2 separate regions of the Sus scrofa genome follow, and region 1 is linked to region 2. The links are chromatin contacts, called in public Hi-C maps. All regions are on one chromosome and are shown on one strand. The core of a region is the stretch at or near the end of the contact, and the rest is flanking DNA. Distances in the headings are between cores, read along the strand shown.

What was found. Hi-C and Micro-C count contacts between places; a contact is called where the count stands out from the background.
Region 1: a contact with region 2 is called in a Hi-C map of liver, with 3 times the contacts expected there. The contact joins the promoter of RELA here to the promoter of MUS81 in region 2. A contact is called at or near these places in 1 of 47 Hi-C or Micro-C datasets (liver) and 1 of 2 datasets of contacts at active chromatin or transcription factors (alveolar macrophages).

Annotation. Positions count from the first base shown.
Region 1 is chr2:6,593,544-6,597,351 of Sscrofa11.1, forward strand. It overlaps RELA (RELA proto-oncogene, NF-kB subunit), which reads left to right and starts at 1,326. Exons shown (of 10, transcript NM_001114281.1): 1 at 1,326-1,352; 2 at 1,455-1,606; 3 at 1,765-1,913; 4 at 2,748-2,839; 5 at 3,214-3,345. The coding sequence starts at 1,326.
Region 2 is chr2:6,467,978-6,472,266 of Sscrofa11.1, forward strand. It overlaps MUS81 (crossover junction endonuclease MUS81), which reads right to left and starts at 2,803. Exons shown (of 16, transcript XM_003122526.5): 1 at 728-2,803; 2 at 484-613; 3 at 160-245. The coding sequence starts at 862. CFL1 (cofilin 1) reads left to right here and starts at 3,581. Exons shown (of 4, transcript NM_001004043.1): 1 at 3,581-3,661. The coding sequence starts at 3,659.

The sequences.
Region 1 (3,808 bases), core at 76-2,575, 120 kb after region 2:
CCAGCGGGAGCGGACGAGGCACGGAGCCTCGGTCCACACTAGCGTGCACCCATCGTCCGAGCACTGCCAGGTGAAGTCCGGGCGCTTTCCTTTCCCCTCTCTGCCTCCAGACTGGGGGGACAAGAAATTTAAAAAATGCTTCCGCGGCCCCAACCACCACGAAGCACCTTCATCGATTAGGAAGCCGTGTGGAGTTTAGCCACCCGGTGTTTGCGGTCGAAGCAGGCCCGAGCCTTTCCCAGCGCAGGGCAGGCAGCCGAAGCCCAGCAGCTCTGGCCCTGTTCCAGACCGGGCCCGAGGTGACATCACCACTCCTCCGATCGGCGGGAGGGGGCCCCCGAAATCCCCTAAAAACATTGTGAGTAATCGCCCGGCCCGCCCTCCAGGCGGGGCCCAGACTCGCGAGCGATCCGTGCTGCCCAGCCAGTCCCGGGAGCGGCGTCCAGGCGCGCGGCGTCTCGGGGCCCAGCGCGGCGCGTACTTGCTCGCAGGGCCCGGCAGCGGCGGCGCGCGCCACCCCCTAGGCCCTCGAGTGGCGCGCTCTTGTCCCTAACCCACCGCGCGGGGCGGCGGCGGCGGCGGCGGCGGCGACGCAGCGCGCAGGCGCGGCCGGATTCCCGGCAGTGACGCGGCGGCGGGCGCGCGCGGCGCATTTCCGCCTCTGGCGAATGGCTCGACTGTAGCGCGCGCCGCGGGCCCAGCTGCGACCCCGGCCCCGCCCCCGGGACCCCGGCCATGGACGGTGAGGACGCCCTCTGACCCCGCGCGGTGGCGGCGCTGGGGCCGCCGGGACCGCGGCGGGAGCCTCCGCGCTGCCTTCCGCTCCTTCCTGCGCCGATGGTCGCTGCGCAGGGAGCGGCCGGCCGGATGGTGGAGCGGGGCGGGGCCGGAGTGGGGGGGGGGGTCTGACTCAGTTTCCCCTGGGGGTGGCGGGAGTTGGGGGGAGCTGTGACTCGGTCTCCCCCGGGGCCCCGGGGGCAGTTCCGACTTAGTTTCCTTGTTAGGGGAGAATGTATCTGACTCAGTTTCCTCCCGGGTTGGGGTGGGGAGTGCCCTCCCTTAGTTTAATTTAGGAAAGTAGAGAGGGGTCCTGGCTCAGTTTCCCCTGGTGGTGGAGGCCGTCCTACCGGGTTTTCTCTTAGAAAACAAGTGTTTCTGGCTCCTTCACCCCTGCCCCTTAGCTGTACTGCAGGTTCCAGGCAGCTGGCCCTGACCCAGTGTCCCCGGGAGGGAGCCTGGCTTCATCTCCTTGCCGGGGATGCAGGCCCTCCCTGGTGAGGACGGGAAGCGGGCATGTGCTGACCCTTGTATCCCTCCCCTTTCAGACCTCTTCCCCCTCATCTTCCCCTCGGGTAAGTTGGACCATCCTTTTTCCGTGGTTCGGGAGGAGCTCCCCAGGGTGAGGGCGATGGGGTCAGCCGCCTGATGGGGGCTGGCCCGCATCTCCCCCGCAGAGCCGGCCCCGGCCTCGGGCCCCTATGTGGAGATCATCGAGCAGCCCAAGCAGCGGGGCATGCGCTTCCGCTACAAGTGCGAGGGCCGCTCAGCCGGCAGTATCCCGGGCGAGAGGAGCACGGATACCACCAAGACCCACCCCACCATCAAGGTCAGCCCAGCTCCCGAGTGAGGGGCGCAGTGTCAGTAGGGGTGAAACCCCAGCAGGCTTGCTTTCAGGCCCCCGCGCAGCCTGCCCCCCCCCTCCGGGGGGGGGGAATTGGGGCTGGAATTCCTGCGCCTCCAGGGTGCTCTCTGTACTTTGGACAGATCAATGGCTACACGGGGCCAGGGACAGTGCGCATCTCCCTGGTCACCAAGGACCCCCCTCACCGGCCTCACCCCCATGAGCTCGTGGGGAAAGACTGCCGGGATGGCTTCTATGAGGCTGAGCTCTGCCCAGACCGCTGCATCCACAGGTGAGCTCCCCTTGGGCACCAGGGGGTGGTGGGGAGGTGGGAGGCCAGGAGGGCCAGCAGCTGTGTAGCTGTTACAGTGTTCTTTCTAGACAGAGGGCACCCTTTGCTCTGTCCCCAGCTCTGCAGGCAGATTCCTCTGTCTTGAAATTGCCTGTGTCTCTCCTCCCTCTAGCAGATAGGAGCCCCATGGAAAAGTGATAGGTCTCTAATCACCCCCGAAGCCCTAACGCCTGTGGCTGGAAGGGCAAGCCCCTCAGTCACGTCACTTGTAGCGAGAAAGAAAACCACTGAACCGACAGTCTCCCTGGAGCTTACGTACTAGTTGACAGAGGCAGGCTGTAAATAAACATACAAATAATTAAACAAGATCCGTTAGCAAGTCATCAGTAGTGATGAAAATAAAGCAGTGGGTTGGAGGAATAGCCCGGGAGGCGGAGGAGCTGGTGTCACTACTTTAGATGGGGAGTCAGAAAGGCCTCTCAGGTTAGAGCTGAATGTGAGAAGGCAGAGAGGCATGGAAAGAATGGCGCGCTCCCGGCAGAGTGAATGGGTGTCAGAGGCTTTGAAGTGGGAAGGAGTTTTGTGTGTTTGGAGAAGGGAAAAGAGGTCCTGGGACAGAGGGTAGGGAGCCAGCAGGGACAGTGGACCCGGCGGCAGGGCCCAGGGCTTTGTCAGCCAGAGTGAGGAGTGGGTGGCACTGTGGGCAGCCATTCAGGGGGGTCCAGCACGGCGTGCTGGCCTGCTGAGTGGGTGGGGGAGAAGGGGTAGACCCGGCAGGGCTGGAGGGCCCAGGCTCTGCTGGAGACAGTGGGACTGATTCCTCGGGGACCTCAGCTTCCAGAACCTGGGGATCCAGTGTGTAAAGAAGCGGGACCTGGAACAGGCCATCAATCAGCGCATCCAGACCAACAACAACCCCTTCCAAGGTGAGAGGGCTGTGGGAGCAAAGGCCCCGGCCTGCCTGGAGCACCTCCGCTCTTTGTCACCCTGCCGAGGTTACTCTCCCTCCCTGGCCAAGACTCACAGCACAGGTGGAATTTTGCTGCCCTTTCAGCACACACTCCCATTTTACTACTGGGGAGACGTGACCCAGAGAGGGGACACAGGGGACATGACGTTCCAGGTCCCAGGTGGAGTCAGCGATGGATGTAGAACCTTCTATTCCTCCTCTAGACCTCCTGCTGCTTCGCAGGCCCTGAAACATCCCTCCCAGCCCAGAGCTCCCTGTCCGCCCCCGTGCCCCTCCCTCCCTGGCTGTCCCCCCCACCCCAGCTCTCCTGACCCTCTGTTGTTCTGACAGTTCCCATAGAAGAGCAGCGCGGGGACTACGACCTGAATGCTGTGCGGCTCTGCTTCCAGGTGACAGTGCGGGACCCAGCAGGCAGGCCCCTCCGCCTGCCGCCTGTCCTCTCTCACCCCATCTTTGACAACCGTGAGTGGCTGGGGAGCTGCAGGAAGGGCAGACGGGTGGGCCTGCGAGGAGGAAGGGGGTTGGTGGGCGGGGTCTGCCAGAGTTGCTCTGGCTTCAGTCGCGCAGGGTGTGTGTCCTCTTGGTGCTCTGTGCCCTGCGCTGGCTGGGGAGACGAGGCGACAGGACCCAGAGCCGCCCTCAAGGGACAGCTTCCAGGCTGGCAGGGAGTCAGCTGGGAGACAGGCATTTCCAACATGTGATGAGAGGGTGGTGTGCCCAGCCTGCACTATTGACTCCGGAAGTGTGCTCCTGGGAACGAGATAATGCTAGAGAGGAGCCGTGCAGTGATGGAGGCTCACAGGAAGTTCACAGACGAATTGGGCCGACAGTGATCGACTGCAGTCTTTAATTAAGTAGCCAGCAGGATGCGTGGAAATAAAAGGGCTCTGGACCCCAAGGCTGGGAAACCAGGATGAACCAGGGG
Region 2 (4,289 bases), core at 1,553-4,052:
ATGAGAAAACTAAGCATCAGACAGAACGAGTCATTCACCCAGAGACAAGTGTCACATGGGTGGGGGATCTTCACCCAGCTCTGCTAAGTCCTCCAAGCCAGAGAACTCTTACTCCCGCTGCTCCCACTTTTCCCTGGGCTCCTGCTGCCCCCTCCTTACTGGCATGGAGGAGTCCTGGACTTCAGCAGGTGGCCTTTCCCGGGCTGGACTCTTCCGTCCAGATGGTGATCCTGGGGCATGGTCACCTGAGGGAGCAGAAGAGAGTCAACCCCAGACCCTGGAACTCGGCAGACTGGTCTGGGAGGCCACCAGTTCAAGCGGCTGCTGAGAGCAGTCAAAGAATCAGCCACGAGCCCGACTTCAAACAGCAACTTGGACAGGAGTGGGGAGCCTGAAGGTACAGACGGTATCCCCGGTGGTGGTGACGGAGGCTACGCCTGGGGGAGGCTCAAGGGACCAAGGCCTCCTGGCCTCAGCACTCACCACCTGATGTTCTGTGTTGCTGCAGCCGCTGGTCCAGCATTCGGCAGAGCCCGTCTCCAAAGTGCTGTAGGATCTTAGCTTCCTTGCCGCTGCGCAGGGGCAGTGGGTACCGCCGGAGGGAGCGCAGCGCCTAGGGTGGGGTGGGTGGGTAGCGGGTACAGTGCTGGGTCGCGGGGCTGGGGAGGTGCCTGATTGTCTGGCCCCGCCAGCACCTGCCCCACCTTCAGGTCCGGTCAGAACCCACCTTCTGAAACACGAATTGAGTGCGGCGCCCCCTGCTGGCGGCCTCGTCCCGCCACTCGGTCAGCCAGCGTACGAAAAGCGGGTTTGGGCAAAGCGGCAGCGGGCGTTTCCGACCCAGGCGGACCGGTGCTGCCATCAGCGCCCGGGCGGGTCCTCTGGCGCCTCACGGCGGCAGGACTGGGACGCCGCCAGTTCTGGAAACGGGATTCGAACACCTGGTTCCGGCGGCGGAGGCGGGCCCTCTGCAGTCACGTGGTCCCACGCGGGTCACTAACCAGAGGACGGCCTTCTGCTGCCCTCCCCGCCTCTGCACTCTAAGAGGTTGGTGCCGCACGTAGTGTCTACCGCCTTTCGCTCTCCTGTTGCTCCGGCACAGGACCAGCCTTTTGGACGCGCCGAACCCAGGCCTGGACCCGCCCCTTCCATCTACCCCGGATTCGAGAGCGGGAGTCCTTTTTGTACAGGAGAGAAGAGGGTGCACAGCGCCCCCTATGACTGGGAGGTCTGGCCGGGCCGGGCTTAAATGAGTAACCCGAGGCTGTTGGTTTCAGACTGGCTCTAGCGGAGGACGCTGGAGAAACTGGCCTAGTGAAGAATCCGAGAGGTGGGAGGATGGGGAAGCAGATGGGTTCAGTTGTTTTTGTAGGAAGGACATTAGGAATGAGGACACAAAGGTAACGCAGAAAGAGCTGAAAGACCCTCCGAGGAAATGGTGATCCCATGTGGGCCTCCCCATCCAGAGCAGTGGGGGAGGGGCGCGAAGACGAGGACGTGCAGGGAAGGCCAAAGCTGGGAGGACAGGGAGAGGGAGACAGTAGACAAACAGAAAGGGGACAAGTAGGAGGTGCTGGACATCGAGGCATGTGGGAGGGGCTGACATGGGCATGTTGTTGGATTCGGGGTAGCAACCCGGGGGTGAGAAATACGGACAAGGGAAGAACACTTCATCGTTCTTGTGACTCGTTGGAGGTGGGGGACTCTCAGGAAGGTTAAGATGGGAACTATGCAAAGGGGGTTCCACTTGAGCACGAGAGTCTCGCCAGCAAGTTACAGCAGCCGACATCTGCCATACCGGAAGTGGCGAGGTGTGGGTCTGGGGCCTTTCGGGAGTGGAGAGGCGGGCGCCCGAGCTCCAGGCCTGCCCCTTCAGACTCCGCCCAGCCTCGATCCCGCACCCCCCGGCCGGCTCCGCACTCCCGCCTCCCGCCTGACGCTGCCTTATAAGGAGCCTCCAGCAGGCGTTCGGATTGGACCCGCCCCCTCTAGTCTCTTGTCCTAATAAGGACATCTAGGGCATCCCGCAGCTAGGGGCGGGCGGGAGCGCGTCTCCAGGGTAACTGCGAAATCTCCCACCCCCCTCCTCGTTGCTCTTGGAAACTCCGAAGCTCAAAAAGGTGGAGCCAATCTCATCTTGTAGCAAGGTCTCTTGCAGGAGGCGGCGGTCGAGCTGCGGTCCCCACCTGATGCTCCCGGTGGGGGGGCAATGCAGCGGTACGTCCCCGACTACAGTCCCCGGCATGCTCTGCGACATACCCCAGTCTCGGGTGTTGCTCCCCAGCTGAAGACCAAGCTTCCAGCTCTTCATTTACAGCCTTTATTCTGCATATGGGATCGATGCCCCCAATTCTCTTGTTTGCGACCCTGTCTTCTGCAGAGTAAGCGGCTATGGCCTTTGTTGAAAGCCAATGAAATCTCCCTGGAGTCCCCCACCCTAGTCTGTTTTTTGAAGGTTATGCTCCCACAGAGCTTCTGTTTTAATTTCTGTGGGTATTAAATTAACCATATGCCTGGTTACCAACTGGAGAACGAGATTTAAGTCTGGTTTAAAATCTGTTTCCTGGAGTTCCCGTCGTGGAGCAGCGGTTAACGAATCCGACTAGGAACATGAGGTTGCGGGTTCGATCCCAGCCCTTGCTCAGTGGGTTGAGGATCCGGCATTGCCGTGAGCTGTGCTGTAGGTCGCAGACGCAGCTCGGATCCCGCCTTTCTGTGGCTCTGGCATAGGCTGGCAGCTACAGCTCCGATTCGACCCCCTAGCCTGGGAACTTCCATATGCCGTGAGAGCAGCCCAAGAAATGGCAAAAATAAAATAAAATCTGTTTCCTCTGCTCACTGCCTAGTAAAAGGCGGTAATCTTCGAATGCATAAATCCCTGCTCTTCTCCCTTTATTGCCTCATGAATATGCCAAATGCTTTTAAAACTAGTACAAAGCTCTATTTTCAAAGATTTCTTTGTAGTCTTTCCTTGTGTTTTTTTTCTCTTATTTTATTGAAATTGCACATCGCCTTTCCTCAGTAGACAAGAGTGTCTTTTGAGTATGGAGAATGGTTAATGAATGTGTCCTGGATTGAAGTCTCCTTATACTTGGGATTCTCCTTGCTCTAGGACTGGATTCCAGACCAATGAATAGTTGCTTCAATTCACAAAAGCAAAATACCAAGTCACTGGAAATTTTTAGACCAAGAGATCCAGAAAAACGCCAGGATGGACCTTAGGAAAACCGTTTCGGTACGGGATAAAGAAGCGCGAAATCGAGGCTCATTTTCAGGTCAAATCACCCAGCACCGAGGCCTTGGCTCTGTGCAGAGCGTTTCCTGGGGCATTCCACCAACCCGCGCGCTCTCCTTGCTGTAGTCCCGCCCCTCTCAGCTGTCCCCGGACTACACTTCCCAGTATGCAACGTGACGACCAGACGCTGTCAGATGAAAAAGACTCTGCTACCCAGCTGGCCCGAGGACAGCGCAGGAGCCTCGGACTTCATTTCCCGTCGGTCTTCAGGAGGAGCGCCGGAAGCCCGCCCCGCCCCTCATTGTGCGGCTCATACTAAACGGAAGGGGCCGGGAGAGGCCGCGTTCAGTCGGATCCCGGCAGCAGCTGAAGCGGCTCTTGTCTTTTCTGGCTCCTTGCTATCTCCTTTTCGCTTCCGGAAATATGGTGAGCGGCAGGCCACGGCGCGGGAGGGGAGGCGGCTGCGAGTCGATTGTCTGCGTGCGCGGGAGGGAACGGGGGAGCGACGTCGGCACCCCCTCCCCCAGATCCCCCGGCTGGATGAGGGTCTCGTGCTGAGGGGCGGGCGGCGCTGGGACGCGCGTGCGCGCCCGCGGGCGCCGGTGAGGGCCGGCTCGGACGTCGCTCGCGCGCCCCCTGGACTCCCCTCCCCTCCCCCACTCCGCTGTTGCGCCCGCGCGGACACTGGCCGTGGGGGAGGGGTCCAGGGCGCGCGGGTGCGCGGCCGTCGCGGAGCAGCCGGTGTCGCGCGTCGCGGCGGTGCCGAAGCGAATGGGTTCGCGGGTGCGCGCGCGCGCTGGGAGCACGCGGCATCCAAACCTGGCTCGGGGGCGGCGAAGGAAAAGCGCGCGAGCGCTCTCGGCGCGCGCGCCCCACCCAAGGGCTGTTCCTGTCTTCGCGTCACCCTCCCTCGCAGGCGGGTCTGTCTCGAGAGCAGGTGGCAGGGATGCCCACAAGGGGCGGGGGCGGCGCGGCTAGCTGGGATGCGGGGGTGTCCGGGTTTTGGCGCAGGCGCCTGAGATTGGGGGCTTGCCCCGCGCAGCGGACCCCGCAG